Regions from separate parts of the Bos taurus genome. Here region 2 is linked to region 1. The links are chromatin contacts, called in public Hi-C maps. All regions are on one chromosome and are shown on one strand. The core of a region is the stretch at or near the end of the contact, and the rest is flanking DNA. Distances in the headings are between cores, read along the strand shown.

Region 1 (3,267 bases), core at 647-3,146:
TGTTCCCAGAGGCCCAATAGGCTAAACATTATATAGCTCACCCCATTTTCTAATTTCAGCTTGCATTTAAGATAACGCTTTTGTTTCATTTACAACTCACATGCTGCTGACACAGCTGCCCCTTCTTTGTAATAAACACAGGGCTTCTATATTTAAAAATACAGTGAAACTTTGTTATAACATCCCCTCCCCAGGCTCTGGCCAATTTTCTCTCTTTCGAGCCCCCCCACCACCCCAGGATTTGCTAGCCGCCGCGCTCAAAACGTTATAGACCCTTTGGAGAAGTTACATTTCTTCTTGAAAGACATCTCATCCCAGTGGTTATTTTTCTTCTGCAGAGCGTGCGCGTGTGCGTGTGTGTTGGGCGGCGAGAAGGGCGCGGAGAACCGGACGGATGCCCTCGCCCTTCCCGAGCCAAAGCACTCAGGTCTGCGGCTCCCGAGTCTGGGGTGCTTTCTGTGAACGGCGGCCGGCGCCCCACATGTCAAGCAGGGGTGCCCTCGGCGCCGGGCTCGGGCGCCCCGGGAGACCCGCGGCCGGGCGGGAGGCAGCGGCGCGGTCGGGAGGGCGTCAGGGGTCCCCAGCCCGCACCCCGCCCGGGGGCTGCTTTGTGTCGGGGGTCCGGGGGGCGGCCGGGGTGTTTCTAGTGAAGAACCCGGGCGCGATGACTCGGGGCTCCGAGCCAGGCGAGGACGAACACGCCCCGCGTCGCCCGGGACCTTCCGAGGCGAGGGTGTGGGCCTGAGGGGGGCGCTGGGGGCCGATAAGGCGAGGCCGGGGTTAATCATCGCCTCCCGAGCTTTGGGGAGGGGACGGCCCGGGCCCGCAGCGGCGGGAGGACGGCCCCGGGAGAAGTGAAACTCCGTGCCCCGCGCCTCAGCCCCCCGGCCTCCAGCGCCAGCAGCGGCAGCCTAAGCGCACCCGCTCCTCCCGCCCGCCCGGCTCCGCACTCGAGGCAGCCCAGATCTAACCACACGGCTCTAAGGGCCGTTCTCTATAAAAATCACCTGGGGGTGGGGGGTGGTTCAGGAAAAAAAAAAAGAAAAAAAGAGCCAGAGCCACTGGAAATAAAACAAGTCGGTTTCGCCTGTCAGTTTCTAAAAAGTGTTACCACGTTCCCATACCGGGAGTCGAACCCGGGCCGCCTGGGTGAAAACCAGGAATCCTAACCGCTAGACCATATGGGAAGCGCTGCGAGGAGCTTCGCGGTGACTCACCTGACAAGCGCGAACGCCGCCGCCGCCGCCCCAGCTCCACCACCCGCCGCTGCCTCGGGGCCGCCCCAGCCGCCGCCGCCGCCGCCTGCTCCCCCGCTCCCCACGCGCTCGCGAGCCCGGGAGCGCGCCCGGCAGGAGCGCGCGGGCTTCCCAGTGGTGGGGCGGGGTCGCTCCGCCGCCTGAGGAAAAGTTCTGCGGCCAAGCCCAGCGACTCTTGGCCCTGAAAACAGCTGTTTCACCTTTTTTTTTTTTTTTTTTTTTAAACTCCGCCGACGGCCCCCTCCCCAGCCTACGGGTCCGGGCTGCTCCGCCGGTCAAAGTGCGTGCGGACCAGTTGGCAAAGTTGAGGGCGGCGACGTCTCTGGGAACAGCTGTTTGCGTTCGGGGCGGAGGCGGCGCGCGAGCTCCTTGGGCCCCGAGCCAGCGAGCCTAGAAGGAGAGTGGAGGTTCTGGATCTCAGGAAGGGAAAAGAGAGAAAAAGAAGGCGAGCTGACGCGGGGACGCGAGACTTGAGCTTCCCCTCAAGTCCCGTCGCGCTCTCGCCCCTCGTCGGCGACCTCAGCCCGCTTATAACGACCCCACCTCTCCGGGAGCCGGAGGCCCGCCCCTCGAGGAGGAGCGCAGGGGAGGAGAGCGCGAACGCGGATTGGGTCGCCGGGGCACCCGTAGTTGGGAGCGGCGGAACGCGGGCCCCGGGGACGGCGGGAGGCGCCCGCGCTCCGAGGCTGCGGTGGGCCTCGTGGTGAGCTGGGGCCCGGTTCTCCCCGCGCGGAGAGCGCGAGCCTCGGCCGGGGCCGGGGGCGGCCCGCGCAGCGCCTGGTCCAGTCATGTGAGTCGGGTCTCAGGCTCTCAAACAACGAGGTCTTGTTTCCCCGGGCGGCCCTTCGCCCGCCGGTCTCTCCCTCTGCCACCGCCCCTCTCCCCCCCACCCGCCCTCGGCCAGGGGCGTGACGCCCTTAACTCGCTCCGGGCCGGCTGCGGACCGGCGGAGCCGGTTCTCCCGTCCCAGGGTGGGGACGCGCGGGCTCCGGCAAGGAGCCTGGCGGCCCCTGCAGGTAGGACGGCTGCCGTGGAGCGACGGAGGGCTACCGCCGCCTCCACCGTCGGGGGCCGCGAGCATCCTCTTTCTGGTGGCGCTTGAACCGTGGGGTGTTGTGAAACCGTAGGGTTGAACTGCGGCCACCGCTGCCGCCTCCGCCTGCTAGAAGCGGCCAGCCCTGGTTAGCTTAAGACTTTAATTTTTGGTCTTGCCAGCTGAGAGATCTGTTGGCTTTTCCAACTGTCTCTTGCCTTGAGGCTCAAGAACAAACTGTATTAACTAATAGTCTCGGAGGAGCCAGTCTCCCACCAGAGACGTCTTATGTTTAGTAATTTGAGTGGAAATAACTTGATTTAACGTGAACTTTATGAGTTTCTTCAAGTATCCGTTACTGTAACCTCACCTCCAAAAATGCCAGAAAGGAATGGATGATCTTCTCCAACATGTTCCTTATTTCTTAACACTGATGACAATAACAAATGATACATTTTTAAAAGCTATTTTGTTTAAGGGAGTTTTAAATCCGTTGCAGACTTTTTTACTCTAGTGGCAACAGAATTTCAGTTGACTGCTTTCAATCAGCTAAATAATAAAACAGGATGCTGTGTGTAACAGTGCTGTGTGTAACAAGATTCTGAAGCTTGCATTTCGGACTCTAAGAAGATGTAAATCATGCAAACATTACCTTTTTAGATTCTAAATAAACTTGTTTTTTCTTTTCCAGGGCAGACTACTGGAAGTCACAACCAAAGAAATTCTGTGATTACTGCAAGTGTTGGATCGCGGACAATAGGCCTGTATGATGATTCCTCTATTAGAGAGTCTCCTAATACTGTGTTCATGTGAGATGTTCTTTGTTGATCTCAACTGAGAGCTTACAAAGTACTTTCATATGCGTTGCTCTTGATTTTTCAAAACATCGAAAAATTTCTGTTGTGTTTTCGTTCCTTGTAGGAAAGTTGTGAGCCTTCTTTATCATCAGCCCAAATTTGATTATGTACTAAGCCAAAT
Region 2 (3,014 bases), core at 201-2,700, 190 kb after region 1:
CATGGACTGCAGCCTACCAGGCTCCTCCATCCATGCGATTTTCCAGGCAAGAGTACTGGAGTGGGGTGCCATTGCCTTCTCCTCCTACTATGCTAGGTGTATTAATATATTAGTTCAGTTGATCATTGCAGGTCAGCTAACTTGGATATCATTATTTTCTAAGAAATAGAATGGTATCTAAAATATTCAAAATTTGCAGGGTTCTGCTAACAAAATGTAACTTAATCACACTCTAAAGAGGGCACCAGGGTCCAGTAGCCACAAATGTTAGTCCTCCAGCAGGAGTTACTACTCCTCTTCACATTGAGACAGGCTGGGGGCTGGGACCTGGGACCCTGTTGGTGCAGGGCTACCATGCTTGCCCCTGGACAAACATCTCCAGGAGCAACACAACACAAAGAAACTACAAGGGACTTAACCGCGTGCATGTGCAGTTGGGGCAAATTCTGGACACCTAGATACAAAGAGACCAAAAAGCCCACCTGCCACCTCCCAAGAGCCTGAAGAGCTGGGAGTACAAGCATGGTCCTCAGCATGACCCCTCAAAGGGAGGGACGAACCACCTAATCTACCCCTCCTTCCGACTCCTGGACACGAACAAGCTTGCCTGTCTCTCCCCACCCCCAGCAAGTGAGCAAGCAAGCAAACTTGTTCTGGCTCACCCCTGCTGTAGCAGGGGCCTCAATAAAGCCTTGTTTCAATATCCCGACTAGCCTCTGAACACTTTCTAGTGATTAAGGAGGCCAAGAACCCTGATGGGTAGCAACATCTAGTCTCCATCACAGGTGTGTCCATTTGAAAAAGGACAGAGTAAAAAACGGCAAAAAAGATTTTTGTTGAAACACTTCTAGCTAGAGTTCCTTTTTAGGAACAGTTAGTAGAAGGGGGAGGACAGAGGATGAAAGGGCTAGATGGCATCATCGACTCAATGGACAGGAGTCTGGGCAAACTCCCAGAGATAGTGAAGGGCAGGGAAGCCTGGTGAAGAGTCGGACACCATTGAGCGGCTGAACAAGTAAAATACCTCTCTAGGTCATGAACTTCAATGTTAAGTAAACCCTAAGACCTTCACCCTCTAGGGTTATCTATACTTGAGAATTTCAAGTCTTCTCCTTCACCCCTCACCCCCTCGCCCCCATACATGCAGTTAACAAGATTAATCTGAAATTCTAGGAACTCTCAGCCTCGGCAAATCAGAAGCGACACTAAGCCCGCACGAGGGTATCACGTGTAAGTTACACTGAGTTACTCGGTATCAAGAATGATCCCACAGGGAGGCACCAGGGGGAAAAAAAGCTAGAGAAAGAAAATAGACTTTTAAGATCAGAAAAGAGACATGAACTGTGAGTACTTAAAAAAAAATTAAGGACACTAGGTTTCCTTACTGAAGTCGGAACCTTCTGGGATCCACTACATTTCAGCCCATCGGTCACCGGATCCCTTTCACCTCCGGGTTCACCCAGTCTGGGTTAGAGCCCGACCCCGCCTCCTCGGGCGTCGCCACTCCTCTGCGGCAGAGGAGTTCTTGAGTGTGCGCAACATGAGCTATCAAAGGAAACAAGAGAGAAAACGGTACAGCAAGAAAACGTTCCCCGAGACGGCCGTGGGCTTGCTCATCTGGAGTCAGAACCCAAAGTGTGGCTTGCCAGGGGAGGGAGAAGGGACGGGCAACGCGGGCTCGGGTGTTGAATGAACCATGACTCCCGGGAGCGCTTGCCCGGGAGTCCTGGGAGTTGTAGTTTATGTCGGACAGGCGCCCCGCCCCCAACCCCCTAGGCCGAAGCTGCAGCTTCGGTTTTCCCAGTTTCAGGCAAGCTCAAAAGGGAAGTTCTCTACAGTTCTGATTAAGAGCTCTTGATATACAAAAATTTCCTTACCTGTGGAGCCACTAGAGCACGGATTCCTGATTTTTTTTTTTTAATAAATGAGGATTCGAAAGTTTACAGGATTCTGAACGTTAATAGCTGTACTTCTCAGCTTTCCTTGCCTGAGAAAATACATAATGGCTAGTTGAGACTGTAAATGTATATCTTTAAAAAATTCATAGCAGTGCTCAGATAGCAAGTTGTGTTCCACTCTTTGTTTACCCCCATGGACTATAGGCCTCCAGACTCCCATGTCCATGGGATTCTCCAGGCAACAATACTGGAGTGGGTTGCCATTTCCTCCTCCAGGAGGTCTTCCCTACCCTGGTGGAGCCCTGGTCTCCCACATTGCAGGCAGATTCTTTACCACTGAAGCCCTAAAAGTCACAAGGAGGATCCAAAATATGGGAGACCATATATAGCCACAAGTTAGTGACTTTATATCTGTTGTATACGCATAAACAGAATTTGGGGGCTCAATTTAGGTTTGTAAACCATCAATTAAGTAAAGCATTAAAAAACATAAATAATAAACAATTCCAGCAAAATGCAAATATATTGCCTTACTTTAAATATTCAAGTAGTATACTTATTTATGTTGCAGATCATATTTACAAGTCATTTGAACTCTGTGCCTCAGTATTTCTTCCTGAAAAGCAGAGGCAACAAGAATTCAATATTACCGACTTCACAGGATATTTTCTTAGGTTATGAACATAAATATAAAAAGGGGAATTAGGCATAAACATAAATATCTAGCATTTATTGCTTATATCAAGGTACCCACTTCTACCAACTACATATTGGATACTATTCTAAATGGCTTAAGCCTTTTAATTAATTTAATCCTTACAACAACCCTAAAATAACCCATTTTGCAGAATAGAAAACTATGGCACAGAGAATTTTAGTAACTTGTCCAAGGAAAAGAACTAGTGAAAAAGCTTACCTGTCTTAATAATCTATGGCTCTTAAGCTCTGATACTAGCTCCCTCCTCCAGAAAAAAAAGAAAGGAAAGCATTCATTCATTCATTCAGTAAATACGGAGCGCTAGTTATGTGCTTCTCACTGTTCTAGACATGAGAATTTAGCAATGAATAGAAAAGACAAAAATCTTTGACCTCACAAATTCCAGAAACTGAAAGTCA

The links. A called contact is a pair of places that touch in the nucleus more often than the background predicts.
Region 2: a Hi-C map of skeletal muscle shows a contact between it and region 1, with 4 times the contacts expected there. The contact joins the promoter of MTRF1 here to the promoter of WBP4 in region 1. A contact is called at or near these places in 4 of 11 Hi-C or Micro-C datasets (liver, skeletal muscle, skin fibroblasts and 1 more).

The regions. Positions count from the first base shown.
Region 1 is chr12:11,275,187-11,278,453 of ARS-UCD2.0, forward strand. It overlaps WBP4 (WW domain binding protein 4), which reads left to right and starts at 1,897. Exons shown (of 10, transcript NM_001075251.1): 1 at 1,897-2,046; 2 at 2,981-3,053. The coding sequence starts at 2,045. It overlaps TRNAE-UUC (transfer RNA glutamic acid (anticodon UUC)), which reads right to left and starts at 1,187; the gene lies at 1,116-1,187. It also overlaps a transcript of ELF1 not described here.
Region 2 is chr12:11,461,817-11,464,830 of ARS-UCD2.0, forward strand. MTRF1 (mitochondrial translation release factor 1) reads right to left here and starts at 1,451. Exons shown (of 10, transcript NM_001035013.2): 1 at 1,386-1,451.